2 separate regions of the Anas platyrhynchos genome follow, and region 1 is linked to region 2. Evidence: chromatin contacts called from public Hi-C data. All regions are on one chromosome and are shown on one strand. Each heading gives the region's core, a stretch centred on a gene start, on an enhancer-like site or on the middle of the called end of the contact. The rest is flanking DNA. Distances are from core to core; before and after follow the strand shown. Region 1 holds the start of ITGA8 (integrin subunit alpha 8). Region 2 has its middle 36 kb from the start of FAM171A1.

Evidence for each region. A called contact is a pair of places that touch in the nucleus more often than the background predicts.
Region 1: a Hi-C map of subcutaneous adipose tissue shows a contact between it and region 2, with 4 times the contacts expected there. The contact joins the promoter of ITGA8 here to the enhancer-like site in region 2. A contact is called at or near these places in 4 of 8 Hi-C or Micro-C datasets (liver, skeletal muscle and subcutaneous adipose tissue).

Annotation. Positions count from the first base shown.
Region 1 is chr2:137,804,368-137,810,532 of IASCAAS_PekinDuck_T2T, forward strand. It overlaps ITGA8 (integrin subunit alpha 8), which reads right to left and starts at 4,817. Exons shown (of 31, transcript XM_038174267.2): 1 at 4,764-4,817; 2 at 3,446-4,149; 3 at 3,246-3,370. The coding sequence starts at 4,802.
Region 2 is chr2:137,673,269-137,679,149 of IASCAAS_PekinDuck_T2T, forward strand. No RefSeq gene overlaps it. Among named protein-coding and RNA genes, the nearest start is that of FAM171A1, 36 kb to the left of the region's middle. Within about 2 kb of position 4,508, at least 2 of the 8 cell types and tissues checked have an H3K27ac peak or open chromatin away from gene starts, as enhancers often do.

The DNA of each region.
Region 1 (6,165 bases), core at 3,567-6,066, 130 kb after region 2:
GTCTTACACTAGTGTCAGGGTGGCAGGTCCAGCTAGGCTTCACATCTCCATCTTCAGGACTCTATGGCATGGAGGATATAGAATAGCTTTCTTTAAACAAAACCTTTAGTTGTTTTTAAAATAGGAAGGTAATGTTCACAGAGGGGAAAAAAAACAGACAAACAACACCTCATCAACAAAACAGTCTATGAAGGACCAAAGTTCATCCTATCTCAGCACTTAGCATCCTAATATTAATCTAACCAAGGTTAAGCTTTTCACTATGGTGTCTATCCTGGAACACTGACTTGGAATCGGTAAAATAAAGGGACACTATAAATTAGTACAAAACAACGCCACACCTGGAACACCATGATATTAGAAAATGTCCAGAATCTTGACAGAAGTCACCACAGAAAACTACGCAATGATATCATTTTTTTCATTTAGTAGGAACAAGATATTGATAGCATTAAGACAAATAACATCAAAGTATTTGCAAATGAAGGAAACCTTGAAATTAGGTCTGTTTTCTTTTTGGAAACAGAACAACAACCTGTACAATTACATGAGTCTCACCAACTAGGTACCCACTTACAGACTTATTTCCACCAGCAAAACTGAGGCACTACGATGTTACAGGATGATTTGCAATGACTGCCCACTACAGCACCTGCACTGGGCAGCAGAGACACGCTGCTTGTGAGATAATTCCAGTCTTGATGGAATCAAAAAGACTACTGTGCTTTTTTTGGTAAAGTTGTCCTAATTCACACAGTGAACCTTCTCTGTTTCTGAACTACGGTGGCTGTTATTGGCAGTAGAAGTCCAAATAACATCCAAGTGCACAGTGTGTTCCCTCAACGGGAGAGCATAACTTGCATTGAATACAACATACCTGAACTTCTTGTGTGTACCCAGCCCTCAGAAATGGAAGACATATCAACAGTCTTCATGCTCATGTGCAGTTGAAGTCAGTGTTTTTCAACCAACCACTTGAATTTGTTGATGTCTTGAATTTTGAGGTTATAGTAGAAATTCCACAGTTTCTGTGACCTGCAGAAATTTCATGTCTCTAACTTGGGCTGTAGTATGCATGAGTCTGCTTTTCTTCAACAAACTTTTCAGAACTTCTCCATTATACCCTTTGGGCTGAACAACACTGATTTAATAAATTCTTTATCTATTTGTTGGGTCACACTGCCTTTTAACTGTTACATTATTCTCTTCCTTTCTTTCTAGTTACCCTCACTTTTAGCTTCCGATGTTAATTTAAAAATACTCTTACTGATTGAACATTTTTGTTTGTTTGTTTTAATAATTTAAATTTAAAGCTCTTAGAGCTGTATTCTCAGTCTTCTGCAAGTTCCTGGGTGTTTCTGCTTTGGAAGAAATGATAATTTTCTGGTTAAGGTACTGGCAGAAGACAAAAAAATCCAGAGTCATTTTGCAGAACCATCACCAACTTCCTGAATGATATTTGACAACCTAGACTCACTTTTTTCTGTTTCTCAGAATGGATACAAAAATGGAAATTTAAACAGAAAATGGGAGTGACAGCCATTCTCAGCGATGCTGCAGGGAGAATGCATAGTGAGTAGAAGGTGAGTAGAAAGAGGGAAAAATTGCTCCAGTAAGTGAAGTATTTTGGAGAGACAAAACTGACATGAAATACACATCTGTTCTTCAGTAAAATGAATTATCTAAGGCATATTACAGATAGCCTTTATGTTGCTGGCAGTGAAGAACGGGCATTGCTACAAGCTATGCAAACCTTCCTGGGGTCCTTGTCCATGAGGGCAGGTGGCCAGCACCAAATTGTGTGAAATGACACCTGAACTGCCCTTGGTACTTGAATTGGACAGCCAGCGATAACACTTCCAAACATGTCTGTACTGCAGGCACTGCTTCTTGCTTCACTTCAATGTCTGTAAATTAAGTGTCTATCCAGAGGATACAAAATGCCTCAGACTGAAAGAACAACACTTTGGAGATGCCACACGCTCTGTCCTCTCTGGACAGTCATGTGGCACAGTCCAAAGCCTTTTTGATGTACTTACTCAACAGCCTGTGGTTGTGCCTTCACTCAAAACACAGCACCCACAAATGGAAATCTGTGCCTACAGCATATGGAGTTGTCCTAAGCCTCTGTAGTGAACTTTTCTGAAGTTTCCCACAGGAAAGCCAGATGCCATTCTAGATTTCATCACTAGGTTTTCATTCATTTTTCAAAACACCCCTTTCAAATGCAAAGGAATTTTCATTTGGTCTGAAAGTTTTCTCTTCAAAAATAAAAACAATTTGTGTAGGTAACATATTCTACTTCTGGTACACGAATTTTCTAACAGTAACATAGAAATAGAAGAATATTTGCTCAACTAGGTTTATTAGTGTACTAGCTCATGAAAACACATTACAATAAAAATATTATATGCGTACTATGCCCATACATTCCCATTTATATATAACTACATGCTCTACATCACTTCACATGCCCAAGTAGCCACAGATATGTACAGTACTGCTTTGCAGGCTCCTGGGGCAGGAGCTCCCAGGCTGTTCAGACACGGGACGATGGCAGTCCTGAACGGAGGAGGCTGTAAACACTAACACAGTCATAGGAGGGTGGCTGGGGCTGGACAGGGGGAGAACTGCACTTACTTGCTACACCGAAATAAGCTCTACTAAGTTAATTTGTGCTCCTAGCACAAGAGTGAAGTGTATTGTGTTTGTATTTAAATACGCCATAAAAGCTAAGAATATAACCGAAAGAACCGTAACTTTTGTTTCATGGCTAAACTGTCAAAGTTTGCTTGACTTAAACCAATCGTTTTTCCTGTCCCTGGAAACACGAGGCTCAAATTGTTCTCAAGACCTATACAGAGACAACAGAAAGCACAAACAGCCTGAACTGCTTAAATGCGCGTTCCCCCTAATTAAATAAGTCTGTCCTGGGACTTTGGAAGTGGATGCGATCTATCCACCCCTGTGCCTAAATCCGTTTGCAGCCAGCCCGCAGCCCTGAGAGGAGGCAGAAGGGAGGGGAGCAGGAGTTTGGTGCTGTGTGAGCAGCTACACCAGCGAGGTAGCGCGATGGAGCACAACCACCCAGACTCACCTGTGACTTCCAGGAGTGGGAGAAGCGTGTGGGGCAGGGCTCGGGGGCACTCAGCCCAAACGAGGTGTTCCCAAAGCAGGGCGCACCTTGCCTCGCAGCTCCCGGGAGGAGCGCGGGGAGGAGGTGGGGGGGGACCCGCGGCACTTACTGGTGTTGTCGAAGGGGATCTGGTGGCAGCCCGCGGCGGGCCAGGCACAGTGGTACACCGCTCCTCCCTGCACGATGTCCGGCTGCGACGTGTTGGCTTTGGGGGCTCCCACCAGCACGCCGACCCTGCGGAGCAGCACGCCGCCCGGTCAGCGGGGGGAGGCGCGGGGGGAGCTCCCCGCCGCCAGCCCCCGCACTCACCTGCCGGGCTCGGGGATGTAGAAATCCACCGCGTAGCCGAAGTAGCTGCCGGGGGGCCCGCTGTACACCGTCAGCTTCTCCTCGTCCAGGTTGAAAGCCACCGCCGGCGCTGACAGCACGAGGAGGAGGAGGAGGAATAGGACGAAGGGCAGCGGGCACGGCGGCTGCCGGCGGCGCAGCATCCTCGCCCCGCTGAGCCAGCCCGGCCGCAGCGCCCCGCAGCCCAGCGCAGCTGCGCGGTGCCGCGGGGGGCCGGCGGGGGAGGCTCGGCCCCGCTCACCCCCACCGCCACCTCCACCTCCGCCGCCGCGGCCGGCGGGCAGCGAGCCGCCCTCCGGCTCCCCCTGGCGGCCCCGCGGCCCGGCAGAGGCGGCCCCGGGGGAGGGAGGGAGGCTGTGGCGGGGAAGCCTCGGAGGCGCCTCAGCCCCGCGCCGCCTCAGGGCTCCGCTGAGGGGACGCCGCCGCTGGGAGAGGGGCTCCGGAGGTGGCTGTGCCGAGGAGGGTTTGGCGCACACAAGCCACCCGTGGGGCTGGGGGAAGGAGCTGTCAGCTGGGACATCCCCTTCGCTCTGCCCCTCAAAGTGGTCTCCGTGTGGCCAGCCCTGTTCGCAAGGGGAGGCAGAGCTGGGGCTGGTGTGGGCATTTCCCGCTTCTTGCAGCACGTTCAAGAGTTTGAACTGAAGGGTCTGACAGCTGAGCAATGCCTTTTAGGAAACAGAACACGTGGAAAAAAAAAGACCTTCATTAGGTTGTTATGGGACATGGGCATTAAAGACAAAGCAAACAAAAACATGCAAACAAACCCAAACTTCTCACCATAGGAATGATGTAAAGCTAACTGACCCCCCCAGTTCCGAACACTTTAGAGTCATTGAACCATGGAGTGGTTTGGGTTGGAAGGGAAATTAAAGATCACCCAGTTCCAACCCCCTGCCATGGGCAGGGACACCTCCCACCACACCAGGTTGCCCAAAGCCCCATCCAGCCTGGCCTTGAACACCCCCAGGGATGGGGCATCCACAGCTTCTCTGGGCAGCCTGTGCCAGGGCCTCACCACCCTCTGAGTGAAGAATTTCCTCCTTCTATCTAACCTAAATCTCCCCTCTTTTAGTTGAAAGCCACTACTCCTTGTCCTGTCACCACAATCCCTGACACAGCATCCCTCCCCAGCTTCCCTGTAGGCCCCCTTTAGGTACTGGCAGGCCACTGTAAGGTCTCCCAGAGCCTTCTCTTCTCCAGGCTGAACAACCCCAGCTCCTTCAGCCTGTCTTCATAGGAGAAGTGCTCCAGCTCCTGATCATCTGGATGGCATCCCTACCTTCTGTCGTGCCAACTGGAGCACACAGCTTGGTGTCATCCACAGACTTGCAGAGGGCGCACTCAGTCTCACTGACCATGTCATTAGTAAGGATACCAAACAGTACTGCTCCCAGTACCCACCCTCGAGGGACACTACTTGTCACTGATCTCCACCTGGACATTGAGCTGTTGACCACACCACTCTGGATGAGACCATTGTTAGCAGTTAGGAAAGTAAATTCCTCTGTGAGTTTCTGTTCATGCTTGCTTGGCTACATAAGCTTTTGTCGTGCTGAAGAGAGGTCCTTACATTCGCAGAGGACAGCATTGCTGTGGGCCTTCACCACAGCTCTGTGCAGGTGTAGTGCCTTTATTCCCATAGAAATGGCCAACCCCACTGTACTGCAAGGTTCACCAACTTTTAGAAAGTTCCTCATATAAGTTCCTCTTTAACTAAAAACAATGAAGCTGTATAACATTTTTCTTGAATTGTTTTGCCCCAATGAGCCCGACAATAGTGTTCTAGCTGTTCTTGTTAAGAGTATGCAAAAAATGCATCTGCCTGTAAATGCTCCCTTCCCCAGCAAGGCTAAATGGGACATTGCACCCACATCTTAAGGGGACAGTCTAGTATTTTCTGACCAACCCAAAGAAAGGAAAGGAAAAAAATGATTTAATCATCTCTATTAGGACAAAAAACTGTTGTTTTTCAGCATTTATAATGTAAGATGTGTCCAAAAATATCAGGGAAAGATCAGAAAAATTGAGAACATTTGTCATGAAACCCATTTATAAACATGTTCCAGTAGTGCATACCTATGAAAGCAGCTGAGGGTAGTTTGTTTTGTTCTGAGGTTCTGGTTTCTTTTCTTTTGTGTTTGTTTTAATTTAAGTGTTTTATGGCAAGATTAGTCTGATAAGACTGACATTCCTGCTCACGAAAATAGAACTGCGTGTTTATTTCCAGCATTAGCTATGTGACCCTCAGCTGTCCCCACAGGCTTGTAATATTCCTTAATTCTGTTAGCTTTACAACTCTACTGACTTTATTACTCTTATTAGAGTGAAACATAACCATTGACAGTATTTGGCCATTTTACATGGAACTACCATCACCTGGAGTTCTAAGCACCTATAAGAAATTCAGCAGTACCTCAATGACTTGTGGGGATAACGCCTGCTCTTAACAGTCACACATTTTTAAAGCAAGTGAAGGGAAATAAATGAAAGTTGTATATCGTGATAGTACTACATTCATCCCTGCCTATGTCAGGGAGATTGGAACTGGTTGATCTTTATGGTCCCATCCAACCCAAGCCATTCTATGGTTCTATGATTCCATTCTATGAATAGGAATCCAGCTATCGTAAGTGCTGCCTTATGCTAATGTCTATTTTGTTGAACTATAAAGTCTTAATAGG
Region 2 (5,881 bases), core at 3,258-5,757:
CTACATCGTAATCCCTCTCCCCCTCTTAGGAACACCTACTTCTCTCTACGCCTTCTACATTACTATGGCTACCACATAGGAAGCTGAGAAATGGTGGATTTGTTACACAATCTGAGTGGATCTGTCCTGGCTTATGCTGTACTGGGACAAGTGCTCTTGCCTGTGGAGCTCCTGGTCACTGGAGAGGTGCCTGAACTCGAGCTGTTTCGTTTTAAATAAAATCTTTGCTTACAAATAGTTAGGTGACTCCAAGAGATTGTCTTTTTCACGGTGTGACATGCAGTGACATCAAGCACTGAAGAGTCCCCACACACAGAGATCCTAAAATCATGGGGACAAATTTACTCTCAGCATAGCTGTATTGGCACTAATGAAGTTACATCTGGGATGAATTTGGCTCCTAGCCTATGAAAATAGAAACCTCATGAAAATCTATTGCTGAGTTAATGACAATGCTGAGCAGTAAGTAATTTTCCAGTAGGTTCCAATACACAGTGGTAATAAATTTCAATGAGGAAATTGTTTTCCTTCTTTATTGGCAGCCAGCCCCATTTAATTAGGCTGCTAGAAGGTGGGAAGTGTCCAGAAATCCTACTTGCTCTTTGCTCTTCAAATGCAGCACCCTTTAGGGCTAGAAAATCTGTATGTATACCTATGATGTGCCAGAACAGCCCCATGGCAGGTTTGTTTTGTTAGCAGCATCCAGCCTCTCCCTCCACTTTTTCCAAAGGGCTGGCATTGGCAGGGAAAGCAAAACTGGTGTTGACCTGGCAGAAGGGTGGAAGGGCTTCATGCAGCATTACTTGAATGAGATATGACCAGAGGACATCTTTCAAGAGAGCAGAGAAGAGAAAGGTCTGGAAAAAGAGAATCCCACTGAAACATCCCCTCCCTTCCCCAGAGAGTGTGTAGGTGCCGCAGGATCCTGGGATGGCAAAGAAAAGGAGGATGCAAGTTGGAGAGGCTCACTTTGGCATTAGACCCTGACTTCAGACCTCTAACTTGGAGCTGGTAACATATTGTTCATTAAATTCTTATTGAAATAGGGAAGAGTCTGTTCTGCTTGCTGCCCAGGGGACACAGGTTGTGTGGGACACTATGAAATAGATGAGCACTACATCGTCCTATCTGCGCAGCAACCAGGTCAGTAGGAGAAGCTCTGGGCTAAAGATCTGTCTTTGTTACTCTTTGCAGAAACACCTGCAATAGCAAATGCAGAACTAGCATCACAGAAAGTCTGCATGGAGCATAGGTGTGCTCCCACGTATTCACCTTCCTCCCCCAAGTTCTCAGTTCGAGTTGAAAGGGGATGAGTTGTCTTGCCAGCAGACTTCAACACTGAAACTAATTTTGCTCTGTCTGCAAGACTCTAGGATTGGTTTTGTTGCTTTGCAAAATACCAAGGGAAGGATAATTTGTTTTAGAAATAATTTCATGAAACATTCCAAAATGTTGATGAAAGCATAATTTTAGAAAGGGAGGGAGGGAGGAATAATGAAAAAAAAAATCAAAGGAAAAAAGTATTCTAATGGTCTTTGCTCTTTAGCCTCTTTCTTACCACTGACAACAGAGGTCTCTGTCTAGCATTTAACCTTCCCTGCACCTCCACAGAAAGTTGAGCTGGAGCACAGAAAACCTGAGTATGTGCTGTTGCTTCATGCTAGCCAAATTCACATTACCATGATACAAACTAATGCATCTGATTCACAGCAGTCATCATATCAATAAAGAGCTCCAAAGGTAGTAATCTCTCTAAAGACCTCAAGCAATATAATGAATTGTAAACCATTCTAGCTTTCCTTAATCAGAGTGAACATTTCCAGGTGTTCTTTAGCCGAATCACTTAAGCAATGTCCAGGTTTCTCTACAAACAATGTTCCATTTGCTAGTTTATAGTTCCGTGTCCTTTGCCCCCTTTAAAATGTGGGATTCAAATCTTCTAATTCTTAATCTTCAGGAATCTCTTCCTGACCCTTGTGAACTAGAAAACGTCAGTGAAAGGACTGCAGATGTCTCTCCTACAAACTTATGGATGTAAATTATCTGGACTTTAGGCCTGCTTTTAGTGCATCTAGTGTTTTTGCAGATGATACTGCTGTTATCTCTAACATGTGAGCAGACTCTCACCCTCCCTTTCCTTTCTGCAGACAGCTACAAATGAGCTGTTTAACAAAAGTGCTATTTCCTATCACTCAATATCTATTCCTCACTATCATTTTTCATTGACCCCATGATTATCCTTTGTCTGTTGTGTGTATATGTAAGATCACTTAGCATTTATCACACTAACCGCATATAAATTCCAGAACTGGACAGTTGTAGGAGATTTTTAATGTGGAATCAAAGTCACTTACTCGAACGACTTGCAGATGTGATTTCAGAGCTGCCTCCTAGTGCAGCAGCAGGCACGGTATTTTGGCCAACAGGCTGCTGCAGAACGATCACTGTTTGTTACAGTCATTTTCAGTCTCAGCTCCATAGTACAATAATAACATTACACAAAGTGAGCAAAAATGATGAAGTAAACAGAAACACCTACTTTCAAGAAAAAGCCAAAGGAACTAATACATGTTTTTGGATGACTATATGCAGAAACAGGTAGTGAGTTTGAGGAGCTGCCATTGATGACTGCTCTGTCACTTCACATTGTGGTTCCCCATATAGTTTCTGGAGCACTCTGGATGAGCTAACAGTGCCCCAGTTGCTCATTAGATGACTCCAACAATGTTCTTGGCAATAGGGCTATTTCTTTGTTTTTGGAAAGGCCTGACATTTTACTGTCCTCAACAGCTTTCTGGAATTCTACGGTCTGTGTTTCTACACAAAATACAGTATATTTTGTATTTTCTTGCATTTTCTCAGCATCTTGCCCTCTTCATAAGTCTAATAACTAGCAATGTACACACAGTGTCCAGGTGGAAATCAGTAACAAGCAGTGTTCCTCAGGGGTTGGCACTGGGACCAGTGCTGTACAGCACCTTTGTCAGTGTGGTGGACAGTGGGATCAAGAGCACCCTCAGCACGTGTGCCATTGACACCAAGCTGTGTGGTATGGTCGACACGCAGGAGGGAAGGGATGGCATCCAGAGGGACCAGGGCAGGCCTGAGAGGCGGGACTGTGCAAACCTCCTGAGGTTCAACAAGGCCAAGTGCAGGGTCCTGCACCTGGGCTGGGGCAATCACAAGCACAAATACAGTAGGCACTATAGGAACTAATTTAAAAATTAGGACCATCCAGCAAGATCATTGCAGCTTATTGTGGCATCCATCTTCGTGATAACCAGCACACACACACAAAATCCACTGTTAGAACTACAACTCATTATTCTCAGGTAGGGATAAATACCAAAAGACAACATCTTTGAATTAAATAAATGCAATAAATATGCATCTATCGTTATACTTTCAGCAATGGTTTTGTTCAGTAATAGAGTATTTCCAGTATGAAATGAACCAATTGATGCAGTCCATAGCTAAACAGCAGACGCTAAGTAAATCACATCAGTAATGGTATTCTCCTTAAATTATTGACATTCATGGGAATTCAGCCTTTTACATTTTCAGTAGGTGTTGGGTGAGATATAACCTTTTTTTTTTTTTTTTTTTTTTCTTTTCTTTTCTTTTCTTTTCTTTTCTTTTCTGTGTGATTCTTCTTAGAGATGCTCTTATGCTGGATGTGTGTAATAATAGCAGAACTGCTGCCATCTGCTAAATGGCCTGCTTTGCAGATTAAAAGAAACTTCATTTAAAAGAGATTAAAATGTAATAAAGACAGCAGATTTTAAAGGGAGTTGCCCCCCAACTTTCTTGCTACTTGATTTTCTGCATCTCGCCCCATTTTATACCCATGACATAAGCCATGCCTGTGTCTGTGGTAAAACAAAGACTGGGGTGGGCATGGCTGACCCGATGAGCGTGTTTGCAGGATGTGCACACCAGTGACACCACTGCAGGATGGACATTTCTCCCCAAAACATCATGTTTTCTGCCTCTCAGAAACCAGTATACTTATTATGACGGATCCAAACGCTGTTTCACAGCAAACGTGAGAATGTCTGACACCCCTTCTCTGGACCAACCAAATGCCCACCATTGGGGCATTTTGGGTTTGGGGTGTGTGTGTGTGCGTGTCCTTATTACTGTTATGTACATTATTTAAATGACTGTGGTAATTTAAACCAGAGGAGGGGAGGCGAGGTGCCTCCAGCTCTAGCTCGGGCCTCCCCCATGCTCAGCGCCTCAGGGCCGGGCCCGGCCACCGCCACCGGGCGAGGCCGCGGGGCGTCGCTGCGACACCGCCTACGGCGCCGCCGGGCCCGGCCGAGCCCGGCCCGCCCCGAGGGGCCAGCGGCTCCGGGGCTGCTGTGCCGGGGCACCCCCGGGTGGGCACCGCCGGGGGCTGAGGGCAAAGTGTGGGCGAGGGCAGTGCCCAGGGTGCCAGGGGCAGCTCCGGGCCCGGTGGCAGCCATGCGTCGTATGTCCCCGCTCAAAGAGTCCCGAGCAAATCCATTGCTTTCACACAACCCCTTTCAAAGTCATTTCAGCATTAATCGTTTCTCTGCGTTTTGATGTCTTACTCCAAGCATTTTGCATTTTTTTTTTTTTTACCTATTCTCAACAGAAACAGAAAAACCTGTTTTGTTTTTTAAATATAGATATGTAAGATAAGCACCCCGTAGATACTGCTCACTCAAAACATGTTTTTTCCTTTAACTTCAGCGTATCTCATGCCTGTCCTGTTCACAGTGGAAACAAGCACTTGAGCCATATGACAGCCCTTCTCAACTCTGCTGCTTGAATGTGATTCTACAGCACAACCCAAAACATCCTTGAGACAGTGAAGTGGCTCAGAAGTGCTGTTTACAGCACATAGCTGAGGCGCTGTTCCCGTTCCAGCCGAAGTCTCCACCGATGATTAAAGCAACCTCAATGTAAAATGCAGGTTGGGACTGCTTGTGGTACCACATTGCATTCCCGGCCAAACTATTCTTGGTCCAGAATTAGGAAATTCTGACATTATGGGTACTATAATAGTGCAGAGGATCATCTGAGATCGTTTCATCCCACAAAAGCTCTGCAGAAGATCAGCTCTGTATGAGTTGCACCACTGCAAAGTGTCTCACAACTCTCTCTACTGCTGCACGCATAAATAACTTTAAAAAATCAATGTTTCCTAACTGCTGTTGTATTTTTGGTTATGAATAAATTACAGTACCATACACGTGAAAGTGTGAAACTCTCCCATCTGAGAGTGAGCTGTGGAACCAGTCATGGCCAGCTGGCTACAGCTGTCAGCCTGACCTTTGGACAGAGATGTTGTGTAGCTTTCTTTTTTAAACATAAAATAATATATATATATATATAATATAAACATTTCATTATTTTCATTATTATTTTTTTTTTCTCCTGAGACTTGAAATATCTTGAAATATTCTTGGAATATCATAAGCAGGTAGAAATGAGGCTACATATTGTTTGATATTTCTAATTTCGACACTTCTGCTGGCTCATTACTTTCAGCTGTGCTGAGGACGCACTGACTGTCACATCCTACCTGAGGTTGTTCTAACCTTAGCTGAAGTCAATGGCACCTAAAGGGGAGATCTGTACACTTTGTATAATTGAGAATAGTAGTGTGTTGAATAGGTTCATATTATCTCTCCACCTTGAATTGAACTGTCAAGTGGGAACATGCTAAATCAGAGAACACTTTTAAAAATATCAAGTCCCGTGGTTCAGTTCTGATTTTTTTCATTCTTCCACCGCAGTCATGGTATAAAACTGAGGATACTGAGTGCTGATGCTTCATAGAAATCTGAAATGTCCTACATCCACACAAAGATTTCTTTTCTATTTGTGTTTTGCATCAGAATACAAAGTT